2 separate regions of the Mus musculus genome follow, and region 1 is linked to region 2. Evidence: chromatin contacts called from public HiChIP or PLAC-seq data. All regions are on one chromosome and are shown on one strand. Each heading gives the region's core, a stretch centred on a gene start, on an enhancer-like site or on the middle of the called end of the contact. The rest is flanking DNA. Distances are from core to core; before and after follow the strand shown. Region 1 holds the start of Pram1 (PML-RAR alpha-regulated adaptor molecule 1). Region 2 overlaps Myo1f (myosin IF).

What was found. HiChIP or PLAC-seq counts read pairs in DNA pulled down with a chosen protein or histone mark.
Region 1: a contact with region 2 is called in an H3K27ac HiChIP or PLAC-seq map of embryonic stem cells, with 7 read pairs. The contact joins the promoter of Pram1 here to the enhancer-like site in region 2. A contact is called at or near these places in 2 of 39 promoter capture datasets (macrophages and neutrophils), 7 of 484 Hi-C or Micro-C datasets (ECoMG-derived neutrophils, Th2 cells, embryonic stem cells and 3 more), 4 of 115 datasets of contacts at active chromatin or transcription factors (the HPC-7 cell line and embryonic stem cells) and 3 of 9 other capture datasets (adipose tissue, liver and pancreatic islet).

What each region holds. Positions count from the first base shown.
Region 1 is chr17:33,634,035-33,640,395 of GRCm38.p6, reverse strand. It overlaps Pram1 (PML-RAR alpha-regulated adaptor molecule 1), which reads right to left and starts at 2,340. Exons shown (of 10, transcript NM_001002842.2): 1 at 2,219-2,340. The coding sequence starts at 2,221.
Region 2 is chr17:33,580,784-33,587,520 of GRCm38.p6, reverse strand. Myo1f (myosin IF) reads right to left here. Exons shown (of 28, transcript NM_053214.2): 9 at 5,431-5,563; 10 at 5,085-5,281; 11 at 3,756-3,836; 12 at 3,545-3,631; 13 at 1,842-1,928; 14 at 1,238-1,405. Among named protein-coding and RNA genes, the nearest start is that of Myo1f, 28 kb to the right of the region's middle. Within about 2 kb of position 1,355, at least 6 of the 459 cell types and tissues checked have an H3K27ac peak or open chromatin away from gene starts, as enhancers often do. A contact at or near this core is called in embryonic stem cells, where this site is marked.

The DNA of each region.
Region 1 (6,361 bases), core at 1,091-3,590, 52 kb before region 2:
GTCACAGGCACACAAACCCATCACCCTCCTCTTCCCTTAGGTTCTCATTCTAACTTTGGTTCTTCCCCAATCTCAGCTTCTCTTTTTGGGTAAGAACTACTCCTGTCCCCAGGTTCCTGGAACCCACGCCCTCCAGACTCCTCCACCTAAGCTGTGTCTAACCTCTAACAGGACCTAACTACTTATTCCTTTCTACTAGCCCATGGCCCACGCTTCTGATCAACAATATCTTCAACCTTTGTGCTTTGTGCCACTGCTCCCCCTTGACCTCTCTTTGCCCTCTGCCTGATCACCGGTTCTCCCCAGTCCTTTTTTTTTTTTTTTTCCTGATTTCAAAATACATCCGGAATTCAACTACTTCTCACTGTCACCCCAAGTAGAGGAACTGCCCTCCACAGTCCAGATCACTGTAATGGGCTCCTCCTCCGTGGTCTGCTGCCCTAGAGGAGGCCTATAAAGTGTCTGCTCCCAATCTCTCAGCGAGTTCATCTCTGAGGAAAGCAAACAGTCCCTGAATGACTCAGCAGTGGTCCCCCCACCCCGCCTCTGTCCTGTCTGTAATGCATACCACTCAATGCATGGGTCTCTCCTCTTCCTCCTCTGTGTCTTTATGATAATGCTCCTTAAGGGTGACCTCGGAGATAACCCCATTTTAAATCAGTTTTCTCTTCCCAGTTGCCCACAGTCACCAACATTTTCTACTCTCTTTGTCTCCCATTACCTATGAAGTTTTTTATATTAGTTCTTATATTAGGGTTGTTTTGAGGATTTTTATTTTTGTGGTGTTAGGGATGGAACTTAGCACCTTGCTAAACAAGCTCTAGCAATGAACTATATCTTCCCAGTGATGAGGGTTTTTTGTCATCGTCCTCTCCTCCTCCTCTTCCTCCTCCTTTTTTTTAATTTGTTTTTTGAAGCAGGGTCTCATATATCCTGGGCTGGCCTCAAACTTGCTTTATAGTTGAGGATAACCTTCTGCCTCTGCCTCCCATGTGCTGAGATTACAGGTGTGTGCCACCATTAGTTTAGCTTGCTTGCTTGCTTTTCTTTTTCTCTTCTCTCTTCTCTCCTCTCCTCTTCTCTCTTCCTCTCCTCGCCCCCCTCTCTTTTTCTTTCCTTTCCCTTTCCCTTTTCCCTTTTTCCTTTTTCCTTTCCTTTCCTTTTTTTGTTTTTTGTTTATTTTAAGTCAGTTTCTCACTATGTAGCCCAGGCTGGGATTCAACAGTTCTACTGCTTCAGCCATCTGAGTGCTGGCATTACAGGTGTATACCACCATACCCATTTTGACTATAAATTGTTAAAATTTAGTTGGGGGGACTAGAGAGATTTCTCAGTAGGTAAAGTACTTGTCATGCAAGCCTGAGTTCTAGCTTCAGTACTCATACATAACAAAGTCAGGAGCAGTACCTGTCATCCTAGTTAGCTCTGGAGAGCTTAGGCCAGGAGGCCCTCTAGGGCTTGTTGGCTAGCCATTCTAACTAAGTTAACAAGCTCTACATACATCTATCTAAGATGTGGGTATTAGGTGTCATAGTCCCTGACATGTCTCATGAGGACCAGAAGGGAGGCTCCCCAAATGTACAGGCACTATATGATATGTTTAGAACATTTCTGGTGCTCTCAAGTCTGACCTGCTCTTTGCCATAGGTGCTGGTAGATATCCCCAGCCTATCTTCACCAAGGGTAAAAAAGATTGGAGGACAGAGAGGACAGAACCTTGTAAATCTATCTAGAGATGGACTCAGAAGGATCTCTGGGAAGGAAGCAATTCTTGCCTGGGGTCAGACATTTCTTTGTTGAAGCCCCAGTCTAAGTGAGTTGATGACCACAAGGGTAGATAAGGAAGGGTTTAGCAGAGCACAGCTTGGGTAACGGACTGGAGATGGGGACTGGTGTAGCAGGTGCGTGACCCATTTAATCACTTCACAGGAAACCTCTGCTTATATCCCAGCTGCTGACCTGGATTGAGGGTATATCATTCCAGGCAGACCCAACCAGCACCACACTGCCTTGCAGTCACAGATACAAAGCTGGTCCACAAGAGCTCAAGCTATTATGCCTTGGTTGTTTCTTATCTTTTCCTGTGCCATCTCATCCCCAAGACTGTTCTAGCTCTGTTCTGCTAGGTTACCCATGAGGGCATATTTACCAGTTCCCCAGTTTCTACTTGGGACCCTTGTTACCTGAATGAACTTCCAATGGGGGCTTGAGGACTCACCATGGCTTCAGGGGATGATGAACCACAGGGTGAATGAGCTCTGAGCTTAGGCTTCTGCCTTGAGGAAGTTAAGTGTGGTTTCTGCTCCACGGGCTGACACACCAAGTCGGAGCTGTTGGGCTGGGGAGGGCAGAGGAGGAAGGAGGCGGAGATAGCCTTTCTGTCCCCTCCTTGAGTTCCTGCCTGTCCACTACTGTCCCCAAAGTCAGGTCATTAGACCTAAGCACATCTATAAAGCACAAGTTTCCTAGCTCCTACTAGCCTCTTGATTCCCTATTGTCCCCCTTAGTTTTAACACTTTGGGGTCCTGACAAGCTTTGTCTCTGAAGAGGCAAGCTTAGGACAAACTCAGGACAGTCACAGCACCTTAGTGGGGATTTTATGGCTTTCTCTGGGTCTTAAGACGTCTCTAAAGAGGTAGACCTAGGATATGGCTGTTGCAATGGTGAGGACATATCTGTCCTCCTGTATTGCTTCATCTACCTTGTTTCACCATTTGTACTCTCAACAGGACTTCCCTGTTAAGGTGACAAATGCCCCATCAGCCAGGGCTATGCACCCAAAGCATCATCAACTGGGATAAGCAGACTTATGGGTGGGTGGCATTAAAAGATGTCTAAGTCCTGGGCTGAAGGGACATCACTGTTGCTGTGAAGGTATGGGGTTTTAGGACCTCTCAAGTTCACAGTGGTTAAAGGAAGCAGAGAGAGGAGAAACAAGAAAACTGGATTGCAGGAAAATGAAGCCCAAAGTGGGACAAAGGTAGATATAGGAAAGGAGAGCCCTGACACGTGATTCAGTCCACAGGAACAAAGAACACTCAGCAGGGTTCAGAGGTATGATTCTCAGTTTGGGAACAGAATAGAATTCTTTGAGCTGTTAAAAAAATATCTTCCAGAGATTCTGATGTCACCAGTCTGGGATGTGGTCCAAGGAGGAGGACTACTTACACCCTAGCAGGATGGTTCTGGTGTATAGATGAGTGTACATGTGTCTATGTCCCTGGAGTCACAAAGTACATGCTCTAAGCAACTGGCGTAGTGGTGCATACTTGTAATCCCAGCAGAAGCAGGAAGTTCACTACATTTCCAAGGTTAGCCTAATCTACATAGTGAATTTCAGGCCAGCCAGCACTACATAATGAGACCCTGACTCAGAAACGTAACCAAAAAAGTACATGTTCTACCCAGGTATAGTGGCACACATCCGTAATCCTCGCATGTGGGAGAAGAGGATATTAAGTGCATGACCATCCCCCGGCTGGAAAGTTGAGACCCTGTGAAGGAAGATAACATAAACTAAATCCAAAGTTTGTAGCTCTGTTGGTAGTGTACTTATATAGCATGTACAAAGCCTTAAATCTGATTTCTAGAATCTCATAAAACAGCACTTGGGAGTTAAAAGCAGGAGGATTGGAAAGTCTGGTAGTTTAAGGCTATTGTTGCAGTGCCTTGTAAAAATACAATGAAGCCGGGCAGTGGTGGCGCACGCCTTTAATTCCAGCACTTGGGAGGCAGAGGCAGGCGGATTTCGAGTTCGAGGCCAGCCTGGTCTACAAAGTGAGTTCCAGGACAGCCAAGGCTACACAGAGAAACCCTGTCTCGAGTAAAAGAAAAAAAAAAAAAACCCACAATGAAAACCAATCTTAGAAACAAAATAAATATATGTTTTGACTTAGGTGATGGGCCTGCTGTTGGGTATTATAAGGCTGATAGAGTAGCAAGAACTTGTATAACTCTTGGGAATGAGCCAGGTATGGTTTCAGCTTATTTAAATGGAAATAAAGCAGCTTAGGTTGAGAGGCACACCTTCCTTATTTTAGCACATAGCATCAAGATTCTGATGCTTGTTTTCCTGTCTTGGGTCACAGTTCCTAGAGACGAGTCTGCTTTTATAGGAGTCTCAAGTGGATAGTTTCCAGAATCTTGGTGAATGGAGTCAGGTAGAAATATGAAAGAAGCCACGCCACGCCTATAATCCCAGGTACTGGTTGAGAATATGGCTGGTGGATGTCAGATTCAATTCAGGTTTGGTAACTGAGTGGAGACCCAATCTCAAAACCGAAAACAATGAGTCAGTGAGATGGCTAGGGGTTGTGGTTATGGTTAAAACATTTGCCACACAAACTGGATGACCATAGTTCGATTCCTGGAACACATGTAAGGTGGAGGGGAAAAACCAACCCCACAGCTGTCCTCTGATCTTTATGCTGGCCTGAAAGCACACAGTAGGCCATCAAGGCCAGCACAAGCTAAAGGATTGAACGGCAGGAGACCCAACAGGGGAGAATGCAGGGTTGTTGGTAACCTCCCAGCATGGCTGGCAGACTGTATTTGACCTGCATGAGGATGACCTGGTGGCCCTAACTAAACTATGGAACTAGAAGTCTAAAACAATGGAGGGCCAATTATTGTGGTGTTCCTGGAAGATCTGGGAGTTCTTTGAAGGAGGGAGCGGGAGCGTGGTCCAGAGGCATGAGCTGGGATCCACCTGGGGTTGTTGCTGCTCTCCACTTCTCTTAGGATAAATAGAAGCAATTCCACATCCCTCAGGTGACAGATCTGTTAGTGCATAATTGCCACGAGGTAGCCTGAAACCTGAGTCTGCAGACAAATCTCCAGGAATTTCTCCATCTATTCAAGTCAACCTGAGCAGCTGCATAAGTTCCTGCCAGCAGATACTTTCCCCACACTGACACTCTTGGGTGTTGTCTGCTGGAAAGCTGGGGCACTAGGATGACTTCATTGTTTAGGTGGGAGGTGGAGGTAGAACACTGTGGAGTTCCAGTTTAAAGAGAAGGAGGTTGGGGATTATGGGAGTTCAGGAGCAGGAAGTGGGGTGCACAAGCGTGGGTTGAGCTGCGGATGGGGATCCCCAAGGCATCCCAGAAGAGCAAAGACTGGGCATGTGTAAAGCAGTAAGGATAGCTACTTTGGGCAGCAAATGGAGTGCAATGGAAGTTCTGTATGTCCCTGGTATCTGACCCCCCTGTACTAAGTTTCTGGGACAGGAAATCTCAGAATCCCCGAGTCTTTCTACTCAACCTCTCTCATCCAGAAGATCCCATTCTGTGTGGGTGCATGAATCTGTGCCTATGTTTGCAGAGGTTAATGGCTGCCATCAGTGTCCCACTTACTTTTTGAGACAAGGTCTCCGAACTTGAAGCTTACTATTTACTAGACTGGCCGACCAAGCAGCCCTAGGTATCTACCCACCTCTTTCTTCCTTTCCCTAACCATTTGCTATTTACTCTTTTACTTTGGCTTAATAAACTCATTCAAAACCAAGTATGGCTGCTGTAAATTATTCTCTGGTTCCTACAAACTGTAGTTAAATAGAAGGTAGGAGGGTTGTGACAGGGATCCAGGGCCTAGAGGACCTAGCTTAGCAGGTGACTAATGTCACCTTTTGGTTATAGATACCAGGACAAAGAGGTGATAGAGGGTAATTCTGATTTAAAGTTAGGATACAAGGAAGTGGTGAGTGAGACAAACTAGGGTGGTACCAAGGAGGTCTTTGGGTTTTTCTTTTCCAGATTCTTACATTTCCCAGAAGAAGCAGGTATGAAGAGTAGAGCCATGGAGGTTTGAGAAGGAGCCTTGTGGGCTACTAGAACAGGATCTATGTTTGTGTATGTATTGTGCATGTGGGGTACAGGCAACCATGCCAGCACATGTGGAGACCAGACAGAAGTTAATATTAGAATGCCTTCCTCAAAGTCACTTCACTTTGAGACAAGGTCTGTCAATGGAACTTTTAACTGTTTTGGCTAGACTGGCTGGCCATCGAGCCCCAAAGATGACTGTCTTCTCCCTGTTTCCCCCATTACTGGGTTACAGACATGTGCTACCATATAGTTTTAAAATGGCTACTGGGAATCTGAACTCAGATCTTGTTTGTACCTACTATCTCTCCAGCCCAAGGAGTCTTTATCCAGAGCTATAGGGGGCACTGAGGAACACTGGCGAAAGGCTGTTTCCGCGGGTGCTCTGACTGAGATAGGAGGGGATGCCCTAGCTAGACAGAATAAGACCAACCTCTAGGCGATGGCTGAACACTGGACTTCTAAACAACACACTTGGATTTCCAAGAGGCATGGCCAGTCTGGCTCTGGTCTGGAACAGAAGCAAGGCACCATATTTT
Region 2 (6,737 bases), core at 106-2,605:
TCTGGGCTCAGATCCTCCTGATTGTGCTTTATTGATCTATCTCCTTAACTCCCAGAATAATGTTGTTTGTTTGTTTTGAGAAAGGGTCTGACTGTGTAGCCAATTGGGGCTTGTAATTCTATTTGTAGACCAGGCTGGCATTGAATTCACAGAGCTCTGCTTGCCTTTGCCCCTGGAAGGTTGGAATTAGAGGCTGGCCTCAAATTCCCTATATAGCCAAGGATGGTCTGCTCTTTCTGTTTCTGGGATTGTAGATGTGAGTGGCTATCAGGGGGTGATTTGGAATTTTGGTGGTAGATTATTTTTTTGGAATGGGGCTTCAGCTGGGGTTGCTATTTTTTTAAATTTATTTAATTACTATATCTACATACACTGTAGCTGTCTTCAGTCACACCAGAAGAAGCTGTCAAATCTCATTACAGATGGTTGTGAGCCACCATGTGGTTGCTGGAATTTGAACTCAGGACCTTCAGAAGAGCAGTCAGTGCTCTTAACCACTGAGCCATCTCTCCAGCCCCCTGGGGTTGCTATTTTAAGTGGGATCTTTTAGAGGTCTTGCTCATGGTTTTGGCAGCCCTGGCTGAGGACATTTGGGAATATTTGCTACCCCTGCCGAGGTGGCGGAAATAGCAAGGAATCTCTTGGGAAGGTGGCTATAGCTTGGGTCAGAAACTAAGAGATTTCTGTAGCCTCTGGGAGGCGTGAGGTGGACGGGCTCCAGCCCCCCCCCCCCTTTTTTTTTCCTTCGAGACAGGGTTTCTCTGTGTAGCCCTGGCTGTCCTGGAACTCACTCTGTAGACCAGGCTGGCCTCGAACTCAGAAATCCGCCTGCCTCTGCCTCCCAAGTCCTGGGATTAAAGGCGTGCGCCACCACGCCCGGCCATTTTGTTTGTTTGTGATGGGTTTGGGGAACTGTGGGTCAGGTTTTTTTTTTTGTCAGAGACTTATAGCTAACATTGAACACTGTGGTGTGTGTGCCAGCATAGAAGACCCATCTTGTCTGTTAGGAGCTGCCTTGCTAATTAGGTAAACTGTGATTAGAGGCCAGTGTGTGTCTGTAGCTCTGGCAGAGGGGACATGAGGCAGGTGTCTAGGCGATTTCGGAAGACCTTTGGGCCACTGGGACAATCCTAGCTGGGGCCCCTCTGGAAGAGGAATTTGGTCAGAGGAGTAGGAAGTTTGCAAACTGGACAGGGATTTGTGAGGGGGCGCCCACTTAGAAGGGAGTTCCACGCACCTTGCCTGCATAGTGATGGATGACGAAACCCGCGCTCCAGCTGTTGAAGTGCTCGTGGGTGCCCACTGCCGCTTGCAGCTTTTGTAGCAGTGTCTGGTCCGCGCCGCCACCGGTAGCATGCATCGTGGCACACACATCATCTAGCACGCTCATGATGCCTGGGGGGCTCTGAGAGGAGCAGAGGTCCGGCTCAGCCTGGCTGGGGTCCTCCCTGATTGAGCCGGGGCCTGGGAGGGAACTCCTAAATACAAGCTCAAAACGTGATCGCTTTCTTTTCTCTTTCTCTTCCCCTTTCCCTTTCCTTCTTTCCCCACACCCCCATCTTTGTCTTTCCTCTCCTCCCACTTCTGGCGTGCAGGGAATCCGTGCCTCTTTTCCTTCCCCAAGTTGATATTGCTTGGAGGATATTACCAGACTCTGAAAATGTTACCAATGGGAATGTTGAGTAAATAAAAGAAAGGTGGGCAGAAGAATCAATGGATGGGTGGCTGGAAATATATTTCAAATATGGGTTCTCCTCACCCCTCAGGATATCATAAACCCTTTCCAGATACACTGGTTTAGCTCTGGAGTCCCCTGTAATGCCCCCTCCTAAAGTCCTCACCAGCTTGTTTTCGATGAGGTCACACACAATTTTGTTGTTGAAGTATTCGATGGGGGTCCAGCGGATGCCCTCTTGCACATACTCCTCCTGGAGGTGGGGGGCAGTAAGACAGTGTGGAGCCTGCCTCTCCATCTCATCACTCTTCCTTGGGAGGATATCCCTGCCTCTGGTCCTGCTGACATACAGCCAGCAGGAGTTGTAAATTAATACCCTTATTTGAGCTTTGGGCTTTTTTTCCCTCTCTCTCTCTCTAATAATTTTTTTTTATTCACTTTACATCCCAAACACAGTCCCCCTCTCTCCTCTCCTCCCAGTCCCACCCTTACAAACCCCTCCCACCATTCTCTTCTCAGAGAAGCTGGAGCCTATCTTGGGTACCACCCCACCCTGGGATATGTAATCCCAGCAGGATTAGGTATACCCATCCCTTTATTTTATTTTTTGAGATAGGTCTTATGTAGCTCAGGCTACCCCTGAACTCAATAGGTAGCCAAGGATGACCTTGAACTCCTCTTGTCTCTACCTCCTGAGTGCTGGGATGGCAAACGTGCACCACCACGCCTGGTTTATAATGGTTCTGGGGATGGAATCCACAATTTTGCATGTAGGAGGCAAGCTACTCTACTTATTGAGCTACATCCCTAGGCTGTGCTCTTCTAATATTTATTTTAAATCACTTTTTCATTGTCTTTGCTTTGTATGAGCACCTCCAGAATACATCATTTGTGCTAAACCCTTGCCTCAGACTCTGCATTTAAGACGGAGAAAAAAAATCAAAGCAGATTTATTTTCTTTTTCAGATGCTGGGGTTGGAATCCAGCAAGTCAGGCTACTCTACTGCTGAGCTGTACACTTGAGAGTTCTTGGCAGCGATTTCTGTGCTGCCCCTAGCTCTCTACCCATGTGTCGATTGCTACCTGGCACAAAGCAGTTGCTCAAACAACTGTATTTTTTTTCTACCTTTCTTTTTTGTTTTTTTTTTTTTAGCTCCTCCTTCCTTCCTTCCTTCCTTCCTTTCTTTCTTTCTTTCTTTCTTTCTTTCTTTCTTTCTTTCTTTCTTTCTTTCCACTTCTTCCTCCCCCCTCCTCTTTTCCCTCCTCTCTCCTACCTCTCCTCCTCCTCCTTCTTTGAGATAGGGTCTCTCTATGTTGCCCTGGATGTTCTAGATCAGGCTGGCCTCAAACTCACAGAGCTCCTGCCTGCCTCTGCTTTCTGAGTGAGTGCTGGGATTAAAGGTATGCACTACAACACACAACTCTATGTTTCTTATTTAAATTGGATTCCCACCTCTGCCTCAGCAGCAACCTCTATGTTCTGGTTTCAGGCATGCCCTGCATGTTCCTCCTGCTCTCTCCCCACTCCTATTCCAGGCTGGCCACAAACTCCCTATGTAGTCAAGGATGACCTTGAATTCCTGAGTGCTGGGATGAAAGGCATGCAGCACCACACCCAGTTTATGCAGCCGGTGATGGAACTCACACCTTCATGCATGCTAGGCAAGTGCGCTCTACCAACCGAATGGCATTCCTAGCTTTCCTTTTCTCTTTATAAATTATATGTGGTATTTTGTTATAGTAGCAGGAAGCTGAATCTAATGCAGCGAGCAGAGAGAGGTGGAATGAATTTGTGTGTGGGGGTCCTCAGTGGCATAGAGACCCTTAGGCTTGACGTGCTGTCTTGTGACACTTGGCTGCCCTGCCCACCTGCTCTGCCTTCAGCGTGAGCTCAATAAAAATCTGCTGCAGCTTTTCATTGACGAAGTTGATGCAGAACTGCTCAAAGCCATTTTTCTGTGGAGGAGAGGAAAGGGCCTTTCTGTTAGTGGGCTATGCAATGTCTCTGGCAAATACTGGGTGAGCCTAGGTGACAGACAGACAGGATTGGGCTGAGGGTGAGGGGCAGCCAGAGCCAAACCTGGAAGATCTCAAAGCCGTAGATGTCAAGCACGCCGATGCTGTATTCTTCCTGAGGCTTCTGCATGGCACGGTTGATGGCCTATGGGAGGGTAAAAATGGGGCCAGTGGACACATGGCCAAACCCATGCCACTGGTCACCACCTTCTTGTTATATTTTAAAAACTCCTTTTTCCTAATTCGTGTATGTATGTGTATCTGTGTGTGTGTGTGCTAAAGTGCATACATTTGCATGCCATAGTGTGCATAAGGAGGCCAGAAGATAGTTTAAAGGAGTCTCTTCTCTCTGGGTTCTGGGATTCACACGCAGGTCATCAGGCTTGATGAGATCCTTTATCCAGACTCATGCCTGGCTTTTAAAACTGTGGGGTGGCAGGAGGCTTAGTGGATAGAGATGCTGATGATAGGCTAAATGATGTTGAGTTTGATCTCAGGAATCCACATGGCAGAAGGAGAGAGCCAAACCCCTCAAGTTGATCTCTGACATCCACACATACATTGCAGCATTCAGACACACATGCAACACAATGCACACATGCACACGTGTTGCAGCATTCAGACACACATGCACACATGCACACATGTTGCAGCATTCAGACACACATGCACACAAAGTAAATACATAGGCGTGATAAAAATTAAAATATGGGTTCTGTTGACAGAACTCACATACTCATGCTTGAAAAACAAGCACTTTATCAACTGAGGTCTTGCCCCAGACCTCTACTTATAGTAGGCACAGTAGTACACACTTTTATTCCCAGAAATCAGGAGGCAGAGGTGGGCCGATGTCTGTATGTTTGAGGGCAACCTGACTTACATAGAAAACTCCAGGTTGGGAGATCCTATCTCAAAATAATAAGCAAACAAATAAATGGAAAACCATAGGGTCATTCTATGCAGCTTAAACTGGCCTTCAATTCATAATCTTCCTGCCTCAGGCTCATGAGTGCTGGTGTGTGTTACCATATCTGGCTCCACTAAGTGTTATATGTTTGTTAGTAGTGTGATTATCACTGGCCCTGACATATAATGTCCCCTTCAACTCACTCCACCCAACTCCATACTTATCCCTATGTCTCCTTGACAACCATCGTAGCTCTCAAATGCACCCATCCAGCTCTATCTCCCTTGCTGTGATGGGACTGGGAGGGCTTCAGCAGTCCCTCCACTTGTAGGTTGTCCAAGCTGAAAGCTGCATGTGAGTGTGTATCCTCAGGAACTGGTGAGACGGACAAATAAAGCCTACCTTCCCATTTGTGGGTTCAAATTCCATGGGCTTGTTAAGCACCAGGCATCTGTCAGACTTCCCAGGACTGGTCCTACTCACCTCCACCAGGAAGTCGAAGAGGCGGGCATAGAGTCCCTTGGCCAGTGCGTCACGAGTGTAGGCTGCCTGTTCCACATTGAGGGTCACATCAATGGACTCACTGCGTCCACCCCATTTGCTGTCCATCTTACGGCTGGTCAGCTTCTCTTGCAGCCGCCCACTGTCTATGCCCAGCAGGTAGGCTGGGAAAGCTAAGACTGCCAGGCCAGAGCAAAAGGAAGCAGCTGGTCAGGATCTCTGGACATAGGAGCTTCCCCAGTGACACCAACATGGTTCTCTTGGGATTTGAAGTGGGAAGAAGCAGTCCTTATACTAGAGCCTGATGCCCGACATCACCCACACTCACGGTCTACGCTCTCCACGCGGGCATAATTCCCTTCTTCACAGAAGCTGATGTTCCCCAGGTGCAAGATCCCTGCCACGAGCTGCAAGACAAGCTGCTGCACGCTTGTCGGAATCCCGATGACTTGCATGGCGCTCTGTGGGAAAGACAGGGACAGCTTATGCTACCAACTTTGTTCTCCACCAAGGATCCAGGATTAGATTCCTGGGCCCGTGGCATGAACTCAGGGAGACAAGATGTTTGGTAGCCTGATCTTACTTTGTGTGTGCTAGGCATCTGTGTTCATATATGTGTATGGCAGGCAGAGGTCAACCTTGGGTGTCATTCCTCAGGTACCACCTACCTTGATTTTCTCATTGGATTGGAACTTGATAAGTAGACTAGGTTACCTGGCTGGTGAACCCTAGTAATCTTGTCTTTGCCAGTACTGGTGTTACAAGCAGGGACTATCTTCTCTGGATTTTTTCTTTTCTTTTCTTTTTCTTTTTTTCTTTTTTTCTTTTTTTTTTTTTTTTTTTTTTTTGGTTTTTCGAGACAGGGTTTCTCTGTGTAGCCCTGGCTGTCCTGGAACTCACTTTGTAGACCAGGCTGGCCTCGAACTCAGAAATTCACCTGCCTCTGCCTCCCAAGTGCTGGGATTAAAGGCGTGCGCCACCACGCCCGGCTCCTTCTCTGGATTTTTAATTTTTAAAATAAGTGCTGAGGATTGAACTTGCATGGCAAGTATTTTACTGACTAACACATCTTAACTGCCTGATTTGCCTTGTGTGTGTGTGTGTGTGTGTGTGTGTGTGTGTGATATATGCATTGATATGTTTGTGTAAGTATGCATGTGTATGAGTACACATGTATATGTGAATTCAAGTTTACTTGGAGGCCAGAGATTTACTTTGGGTGTATTCTTCTATTGATCTCCAAGTTAAAAAAAAAATTGGGTGTTAGAAAGACGTGTGTGTGTGTGTGTGTGTGTGTGCGTGCGTGCGCGCGCGCGCGCACAACACTGCCTGTGACTGGAGGTCAGAGAAAAAACTGCAGTTGTCTGTCTTCATTTTTCCACTTAGTTTGGGACAAACTCTCTCAGCTGCTGCATCAGCTAGTCTAGGTGGTTCAGGAGCTGCTGGACCTGTCTCACCGTCTCGTTCTTCATGGAAGCACCGGGATTACACACACCTGGGCTGCCATCTCCCGCTGTTATGTGGATTCAGGAATTCTAAAGTCAGCTCACCAGGCTTGCACTCCAAATGCCTTTTTACCTTCTAAATCTTCTCCCCAGAGCTCCACCTTATTTTTGACACAATTTCTTACTCGTC